Regions from separate parts of the Anser cygnoides genome. Here region 2 is linked to region 1. The links are chromatin contacts, called in public Hi-C maps. All regions are on one chromosome and are shown on one strand. The core of a region is the stretch at or near the end of the contact, and the rest is flanking DNA. Distances in the headings are between cores, read along the strand shown. Region 1 holds the start of CSK (C-terminal Src kinase). Region 2 overlaps EDC3 (enhancer of mRNA decapping 3).

Evidence for each region. Hi-C and Micro-C count contacts between places; a contact is called where the count stands out from the background.
Region 2: a contact with region 1 is called in a Hi-C map of granulosa cells, with 2.2 times the contacts expected there. The contact joins the enhancer-like site here to the promoter of CSK in region 1. A contact is called at or near these places in 5 of 7 Hi-C or Micro-C datasets (fetal liver, granulosa cells and liver).

Annotation. Positions count from the first base shown.
Region 1 is chr11:12,927,888-12,932,338 of Taihu_goose_T2T_genome, reverse strand. CSK (C-terminal Src kinase) reads left to right here and starts at 2,120. Exons shown (of 13, transcript XM_067003785.1): 1 at 2,120-2,367.
Region 2 is chr11:12,962,423-12,967,430 of Taihu_goose_T2T_genome, reverse strand. All of the region lies in intron 4 of EDC3 (enhancer of mRNA decapping 3), which reads right to left. Among named protein-coding and RNA genes, the nearest start is that of EDC3, 16 kb to the right of the region's middle. Within about 2 kb of position 2,835, at least 1 of the 3 cell types and tissues checked has open chromatin away from gene starts, as enhancers often do.

The DNA of each region.
Region 1 (4,451 bases), core at 871-3,370:
CCAAAGAGGGATTTGGGGGCCAGCAATGGGGGAGAAGCCCCCCGAGGGCCAGGGCTGAATGCCAGCAGGGCGCAGCACCAGGCAGGGCGGTGCGGGATCCCAAATCGCTTGGGCGCTCCTGAAGCATTTTCGTCCCCTCCCGGAGCGCTCCTGTCCCCTCTGCGCTGGCTTTGGGACGTGAACGCCCTCGTGTGGCGCCTGCCACACCAGCGCTGCGTGCGCACGGGGCGGCTTGCCTCCCCGAAAGGCCGGGCTCCTGCGCTGGGGTTTTTTTTGGGGGGATGCTCATTTGGGGAGGGGGAACCCGGCAGGGTCTGGATCCCACATCCCCACCGCCCCTGGAGCTCTGGGTGCTGCAGGACCAGCCGGGCTCGCTTTCCTTTGGGGATTTGGTGTCTTTTTTCAGTCTGTAGGTGAGTTGCTCGCTCTTCTTGCAGCACTTCTGCCCTGGGCAGGGTGCAGAGGATCCCACACGGGTCTGTGCCTGCATCCGCGGCTGCATTTCTGGTGCAGGCAGACACACGAGCCGCTTTCATTTCCTCCCAGCACCGCTCTGCTCGGTGGCTGGGCAGGAACCAGTGGCGAAAAAGTGATGCAGGCGAGCAGGACCCGTCCTGCACCCGCTCAGCATCGCTGGGGACAATGTGCTCGGCGCAGGGAAATCCACGGCAATCCCCCACGGCACGATGGCATCATTCTTGGTCTGCAGGCAGAGCTGCCAGCACCATGTCCCCAGAGCCAGCGTGTCCCCCCCATCCCCTCCTGCCCCCTCGGTGACCACCAGAGCCCGGTGCCCACCCCAGTGAGGACACGAGCCCCGGGATGTGGGGGGGTCCCGGGGGGCTGCGAGCGCTGTGCCCTGGCTTCCTGCTTGGCCCTACATGGCCACGGCGCCTCGCCGCACAGGGCAGGAAGTGACAAGCATCTCTTTTCTTGCGAATCGGCCCATTTTCTTTGATTTTTTTTTTAATTTGGTTCGTTTTCTTTCAGAATGCTGCCCTGCCACAGCTCCGTGCCGTTCCCTCGGGTCCTGTTGCAGCCCCAGGGCACGGCTGGGCGTTTGGCAGCCAGGGCACACCGCTGACTGAGATCCAGCCTGACACCGAGCAGAACCCCCAAACCTTTTTCTGCGGGGCTGCTCTCATCCCCCACGTGTACACGCATCCAGCCATCCCCTATGGTCTTAATGTCGGTTATCTGTGAGAAGGAGCCACAGAGTCCAGGAGCTCTGGACTCTCTCGAGCACCTCCATGTCCTTCTGGTAGTGAGGGGCCCAAAGCTGAACCCAGCACTCGAGGTGCGGCCTCACCAGAGCAGAGCACAGGGGGACGATGTATGGAGGAGCAAAGATGATGTATGGAAGAGTGAAGATGATGCAAGAAGGGAGCCAAGGCGATGAAGGGGCCAAAGGTGATGAAGAAGGGACCAAAGGTGGCATAAGCAGGGAGTAAAGAATGTGAGAAGGGACCAATGGTGATGAAGAAGAGGCCAAAGGCGATGTAAGAAGGGAGAGAAGGTGAAGGGAAAAGGGATGAAAGGCAGTGTAAGAAGGGAGCAAAGGAGATGTAAGAAGGGAATGAGGGTGATGAAGAAGGGGATGAAGGCGATGTAAGAAGGGAATAACAGTGACGAAGAAGGGAATGAGGGTGATAAAGGGAGTAAGGGTGAAGGGAATGAAGGCAATGAAGAAGGGAAAGAAGGCAGTGTAAGAAGGGGTGAAGGCGGTGTAGGAAGGGACCGAAGGCGGTGTGAGAAGGGAAACCGGCTGATGCAGGAGGGAATGAAAGGCGAGGTAAGCAGGGACCAGAAGCAACGCAGGAAGGGACCGAAGGCGATGCAAGGAGACCAGAGGCGTTGCAGGAAGCGCCCGAAGGCGGCGCCCAGCCGCAGCCCCCCTCCCGCAGCCCCGGCCCGGTGCCGGCGGAGGCCGGGCGGCGGTGCCGGTGCCCGGCAGGTGGCGCGGCGGGGCCTCGGCGGCGGAGGCCGGCCCCGGGCGCGGCGCAGGCGCTGTGCTCCGGGCTCCCCGATTCCGGCCGCCGCTTCCTCCCAGCCAGGCCCCGGCCGGAGCGGGCCGGACCCCCCCGCGCCCCCAGGCCCCGCTCCCCGTCCCCTCGGCGCCCCCCCCCGAGCCCCCAGACCGGGCCGAGCCTCCCCGCCTCCCCGCCTCCGTCCTCCCCGCCGCGGCCCCGGCTCGGCGGGGCCGGGAGCCGCCGGGCTGCCGCTCGCCTTCCTCCGCCCCTTCCGCCCCCCCCCGAGCCCGGAGGCCCCCGGCGGCGCCGCATGGAGTACCCGGCGGCGGGCTGAGCCCCTGCCCGGCCTCGGCCCCCTGCCCGGCCTCGACCCCTCCCTCGGGGCCTCCGCGGGGAGGTGAGTACCGGCGGGGGGGGGGGCGGGAGGAAGCGGGGGAGCCCCCCCCGGGGGCGGGAGCGGGGCTGGGGGTGGCCTCGGCACAATGGGACCCCCCCCCGGCGAGCCGAGCATCACCGGAGGCGGCGGCGGGTGGCAGCCTCCGCTGGGCGCGGGGAGCCCGGGGAGGGTCCGGAGGTCCCCAGGGGGCCGGGGGGGGGCTGCGGGCTGGCCCCCGGGGGAGCCGAGAGGGGCTGCCGGGGGCCGCAAGCCGTGCGGAGGCCGGGGGGAGGCAGGAGGCCGAGCCTCCGCTGGCGGGGTGTTGGGGAGCCGCTCGGCAGCCGTGGGGGGCGCTGGGCGTCGCGGGGCGCCGGGCGTCGCGGCGCAGGTGTGAAGGGTCGGCGAGGCGGTGGCGGGCTATCGACGGCCCCGCACGGCGCCCGCGAGGCTCGTCGAGAGCAGCGGGGCTGCAGCTCCGTCTGGGGAGGCGGAGGAGGCTGCCGGCCTCTGCTCGGACGGCACCGGCCTCGCTTCGTCCCCTCCGGAGCCGCGCAGGCACCCGCGGGCGTGGATCCCAGAGAGCATCCCAAAGGCTCTGCGGATGGAGGAGGTCCCTGGGGATCCCACCCCGCCACGGACAGAGTTTGAGGACGGGGAGTGGAGGCTCGGGCAGCGAAGGGATGGCAGCGATGCAGCAAGAAGCTTCGCGACAGCGAGCGGCGTCGCGATAAACCCCGCGGGACGCCATCCCGTGCCGTCCATCCATCTGTCCCCCACCACCACCAAGCATCAGAAATTTCTGGGACGATCGGGTCCGGTGACACCACTCCAATTTTGCAGGAGAAAAAGACCAGGAAAACCCCCGCCGTGCTGCGCCACGGAGGCTCGGAGCAGCATCTCAAGCGCTCACAGGGCCTCCACCTGCCCCTGACTATCCCCCAGGCGCCTTTTGTGGTTTGACAGCAACACCGTGTCTCTCTCTCTCTCATTTTTTTTCTTCTCTTTTAAAAAAAGCAAATAGAAAAGGAACAACACCCCCTTTCCTCTCTCGGGGCCCGCCGCTCGGTGCCCAGGCAGTTGGAGCAGCGAAACCGTCTGCAAGAGCGCAGCCAAGTCGCTGATGAGATAAAGGAGGAACGTTTTTCTTTCGATTATGGTAATCGTAGGTGTTACTTGTAATAACAGTCGATAAGATCTCTTGGAGAGAGTGAGGATGTTGTCTGTTTTTGGGCTGCTGGTTTTTTTTTGAAGTTTAAAGAGGCTCGGGTCGAGCGCGGGGAGGCGTTCTGCTGGAGGCTGGAGGGATTTTGCCGAGCAGGGTGGATGCGCGGGGAAGTCTTCCCCGTGCGAGCGACGCTTCCTTCAACATCCACGCTCCAGCTTTCAGCCAAAGGGCCTCGTCCCGGCCCCACAGCGCAGGGACAGGGCGGCGGCAGCTCCTCCGGGAGGTCACGGGGCTGTGGGAAAGGCAGCTTCCTCCAGCGCTGCGGGCAGGAGCATCGCGCGCGGAGGCGACCGGCTCTCCTAGCGCAAAGCCCCAGCTGGGAGGTTTTTTTCCTCGTTTTTCACCTTTTTGCATCGCCCTGCTGCCGGAGCAGCGGTTGGATCCTCGGAGGGGCAGCGGCTTCAGCCCCGTGTGGCTCCTGCGGGGACACCTAGCAGGCAAGGAGCCTTCTTCATCCCCAAGGAGAGGAGAAGTGCTGGTGCTTGGTGAGGACAGAGGTTTCCCTGCCTTGTGCCACCGCCGAGAGCCCGCTGGATTATCAGGGTGCTGAAGAACCCCAGACCGAGCTTTTTGTGCCAAGCAGCGCAGAAGATGCTCGAGCCCAGGGCAGGGGGCAGCTCGCTGTGCCTGGGTCTGGGATGGGGCAACCAAGCTCCCCAAATCCCCCAAAAACGAGGAGCAAAGCCCAGCACCCCGGGAGCCGTTTGCATCATGACGCCCCGAAAAGAGGCTCGACTTCTCCAACAGACAGCAGCGCGAGGAGGCTGCCGGCTGCAAAGTCTGGTTCCTGAGGAGCTCTGCTCCGACGTGGAGCTGCTCGCCATCCCAGCGGAGGCATCGGGGCATTTTGGATCCAGCTGGCAGCGGCCCCATAGCTCCT
Region 2 (5,008 bases), core at 1,586-4,085, 34 kb before region 1:
CAGAAAGACCACCCCATGGCTCTGTCTGCCCGGGTCACTCACAAGCACTGCTCTGAGCCAAACAGGCAACCCCGGCAGTGTCCAGCTGAGCGAGGGCTCTGGGTTTACTGGGAAATAGGCTGGCAGCTCCTGCTCCGCGGGACAGGCAGGAAACGTGCAGGGGGACGGGCACAACGGGTGGAAAAGGTTCAGGACTCAGACTTCTGCTGCAGCTCAGGCAAATGGCAGAGCACCACCAGCTGCTCACCCTGTAAAATCAGCACGAACTGGGACCTTACTGGCATTTTCGGTGCCCTGGACTGCGTTACGGTGCAGGTTGTTTACAAAAGCGAAGGCAGAAAGCTGTTTCAGCCTCGCTTTGCTGGAAATTCTTTGCAAGACTTCCTTGCTCACGTTTCAGAGAGAAGAGCTGAGCGGAGTCACAGCAATAATAAAGGCCCAGTGAAAATGCTCTGCAGCGATACGAGTTCAAAGGGGAACAGCCACAGCGCGCACATCCGCTGAGAGGAAACCTAACAGTTACTCGCAGGCTCGGGCTCCTTTGCAGAAAGAGAGCATGAGAACCAGTGGTAACAAGCAATTGCCACATTCAAATGAGAAAGGCAACGCGCATTTTTAATTGCAAAGGATTCTCATTTGTACTGCCACGTTTCCTCGGGGTGCTGGTCACAAACCACTAAGCGGAGCTGCCGCAGCAACGGCGGGTTCTGTGCATCCTGAGGTTTTCGGAGCGTGTGGCAGCCACGTCGCGGGTATCCCTGCGAGATAACAGTAGATCCCGCCTAGCTGCTCCGCTGAATCCCTCCGGCTTTCGTCTCTGAGCTCACCAGCCGAGGGCCCTGCAGCCACGGAGGGACCAAACGTGTTCAAACACTTGACCTTGCATGCTAACAGCCGATTAAGCTACCTCTGCTAATAATCTTTTATTACACGCAGCACACATGCAAGCATACACATTATCAAAGTCATTTCAGACTCCTGATAGCAGCCGCCGAACGTTTGGAGTCATAAGCCACTAATAATCCTAAGCCTGTCACACCAGTCACGCACCTGCCCGCCGTTCACACGCCCTCTTAGCCTCCGGAGTCACGCAAGGCTCAGCTCGGGCTCGTTCCCATTCACATTTTTGCTCCTTCCCCGGGCCGTGCTCGTCAAGCCGGAGGGAGGGCTCGGAACGAGCCACCCGAGGTCAGGGTGTCGCCCGGGAGCTTGGCGAGGCACATCCTCTGCTGACACGAAGCGAGGGACCCCCAGAGGGGAGCCTTCCAATTCCCCGCTCAAGCTTTGTGCGAGGAGGCGGAGGAGCCAGCTTTCGATCCTTCCCTACCTGGTGCAGCGCGACCATCTCCAGCTCCTCCTCTCCAGCCACTCGCACCCCTCCCTACATCCCTCCCCTGGCACCACGAGGTTTCACAGCTCCCACCAGCCGGAGGAAACCCGGTGCCCAGTGGGTTAATGCAAAGGGGCTTACTGGCGCGGGATGGACTTGTATTTAGCATTTAGCTTGTGCTACACTTTGTCCTAATTGCTCCCTCTCAGGAGCAGGCTCCAATGCCAAGAGAACTTCCCTTCTCTGCACTCACGCAAGGGCCGACCAGTCAGACTGGCTTATCAGAGCCCGGCCGAGGGAGTTAAATAAACTCGGGCAGAAAGCAATCAAGGAGGCGACGTGTAAACCCACAAACAATAACACGGCTGCAACAGAACTGAACTCCTGCCAACTTTAATTATGTTTGGGTTGGACAGTGCATCTTTATTGTTTGGTAATGAAGGTAATAAAATAAATTAGCCCAGGCCTTTTAATATTAAATAAATGTATTTTACAGCTGCCTGGAAGAAAGATAAAGACTAAACAGTTTTGTGACACGCAGGGTATTGCTGAGGCCCGATTGAACACGAAGTGCACTCGGCTTACGGGGCACACTCTGCCCTGAGCACGAACAAGTTACCTCCTCAGGCTCCCCCATGCCACGCTACGCGCACACCAGCTGGAGGAAAACCACCCCCGTGCCAGCAGGACTAAGCAGCAGTGACACGAGGTGGGTACAGCCCGTGTGCGCTTGGGGCAGACGGGATATTCCTGGTTTGTTTGCTGCCCCATGCTGGCTGCGGGGCTGGAGCCACCTGTCTGCGGACTCAGGAAAACAGTTACTTGCCCCACACATTATTCCAAACGGGAATCATTTCCCCCACAACCTTAAGGGCTAGACTGATTTTTTTAAATCGTCATTATCTTTACTTAAGACAAATTCTGTGGAAGTTTTGGCTGCCATCCCAACGTAACCTCTCCCAGCATCAATGCACAATCCGCTTGGGCTGAGCAGAAGCTTCGCCCCACAACTGCTTTGCTTTGTCCTGCGGTTGGATGAAGTTAACTTCACCTGCACCCTACTCAGACATCCCGAAACACTACACACATCCACGATCCATCCACAGCCTGAAGAGCTAAAAGCTAAGAGAAAGGACGTGGCACTAGAAAAGCCACGCTGCCTCTGTCACAGGACAGAACCAGCCTCAGCTCCGGAGCCCGGCCCCGCTGCACCGATCTGCCCCGACGCACGCATTTTCCTCCTCCGTCTCCTTACTGTGTGGAAAAGGAGTTTCTTGAAGGACAGGCTTGAAGCGTGGTTAGGGAAAGCACAGAGAAACAAATATCAACTTTTGGCCTGATATTTGAGCTTGAACTTGACAAACTGATAGCTCAAGTTTCTCTTGCAGCTGAGCTGGAAACAAATCCCGCTTACTTTCCAGAAGAGGCACTGCGATGGCAACAGCTCACATTCCACACCACCAGCGTTAGCTAGAAGAAAGCCTGCTCCGGACAAAGCCTCGCCAGCACTGCAGGGAAAGAAACGAATACCTCCTCCACCTGGCACACGGCCATCCTCTACTCATCCCGGCATGCCCCTGAAGGTGCTGTTTCAGCAACATCCACTGCTCGCAAAGCCAGGCTTCAGGTACAAGCCCACTGCATGCACCTGTGCGAAAGCAGGAAGATGGGGTCTTGCGGGGTGTGAGGAGTTCAGCCCAGTTTGATGGGAGACGAGGGAGATGTTGATTCAGTTTAATCACCGCGAGCTGGAGCCCACAGCACGCACGTGGCGTGTGCTAGCGGTGATTAAACACAGTTAAGAGGGAAGAAGAGAGAAAGTGCAAAAGGAAAGTTTGGAGAGCCCAATATGCCTGAGATTACACAGTCACCGATGGCGAACCGAGACGCTCCATCCTGCCAGGAACTCCTCTGAGCTCCAACACACCCACAGAACGTTGGCTCTGTGGCTACTGCTGGAAGACCTGACCCCACGGCTAGTGTCAGGGCGGGCAGCCAGCAGCAGGACAGAGGCCCCTGCCAGCCCACGGTTCAGCTCTCTAGCTAGACAGCTCCAGGAGCAGAAGAGACAGCTCACACCTCATAAAAGCATCACCAACTGGCCTTGCCAGGGAGGCAGACTTTTGTTAAACAGTTGCACTTCCCCTTTTCAACGTGGCATAATGGTAAACAGGGAGACAGATAACAGGCCCCAGCCCCAGAGAGGACAGAGCAGTGAAATACCGGGGAGCCAGTCACACGTGGAGCCCCCAGGAACGGGCACGAGTCGGTCACGACCAGAAAACTGCCAAGCTCTCAGCTTCCAGCTGTCATTTACGTTCGGAGCAGATCCCCACCTCTACTCCCATTCTCTCCACCGTAATCCTTTCCCTGTGGCTCCAGACCTCCGGGCAGACAGCCAGCACTGCTTCCCCTCTTTCTGTCCGTCCCAGCATCACCTTCTCGAGTCAGCAGGGCAAACCCCAAAGCCTTTCGCACCGTGGGAACACCGAGGTAGCCTACAGCACGCTGCTGAAGCTGGGGGTGTGCTGAATCAGGAATCCACATCGGCCCTCTCGTGCCCATTGTTGCCATTCCCCCTGCACAACTCACCCTTCCCTCGCCAGGAAAGCAGGCGGCAGCAAGGAAAGCTGCCCTCTTGCTCTGTGTTCAGACTCCAGTTTGACCATGCTTTGTCTCGGCCAGACAGAGGTTTCAGGCCACAGAGGATGGCACACGGCCTGCGAAGAGGGGATCCACTGAAGGACCAAGCAGCCCTCAGCATTTCCAGGATCATTTCAGGCACAAAACATTGTGAACAGACAGCAACCAAAGGAGGGAAGAAAAACTACCTTTCCCAAGTTCTTGTTTGCTGAGGACAGCTGAACTGCAGGCTGTCAGGGATAACCGTGTTAACCTGTGTGTGGTTAAGAAAGAAAAATCGCAAAGGGACCCAAAGAAACACGAACCCAAGCCGCTTTCATCCAACCTTCAGTGCTGAGTTTGAGCCAAAAGCCTCAGAAGACCTAACGACTTACTGTTCTACTTCCGAACACATACTAGCACACACACTTGACTGCCTGGCACCACAAAATTAGCTCTCAGAACAGCATCTTGAGGGACTCAAGTGCCTGTCAAGCTTTGCTTACATCCCACACGGCTCGGCTTCTTTCAGCCGGCAGCCACCACGCAGGCTGGGAGCCCTGCAGATTAGGCTTTTGGAGGACGGGCACCAGCACTTTGCTGGTTTTCCTGCTGCACGGCTCTGGTTATTTCCGAGCTCCATGGAAACACAGCATAAAAGAGCATGCGAGGATCCCACAGACCTTTCTCCTCTCCCACGGTGACGAGAGCTGGATATTAGCTCGCTGTCAACCACCAAGCAGCATCACTCTGTGTGATTACAGCAGACAGAACGATTAGTCTGTCAGCCAGAGCTCTTTTAAGACACTCATCTTCAAGACTGGCCTAGGGAAGAAATATAAAGTACTTATTTCCCCTATAGCTAGGAAATGTGTTTTTTGTTGTGTTTTGTTTTTGCAGAGATCCCTACAGGAGTCTAAAAACAACTCCACAAAGAGAATTCAGAATAATAAGAAGAAATCCTGTGACAGATGTATCCAAAATAACGGCATTCAGGGCGATTGGCACTCTCAGCTAATTTCAGCAGCTGCTGCTCTCCGAGCCGCTGAGAGAGGC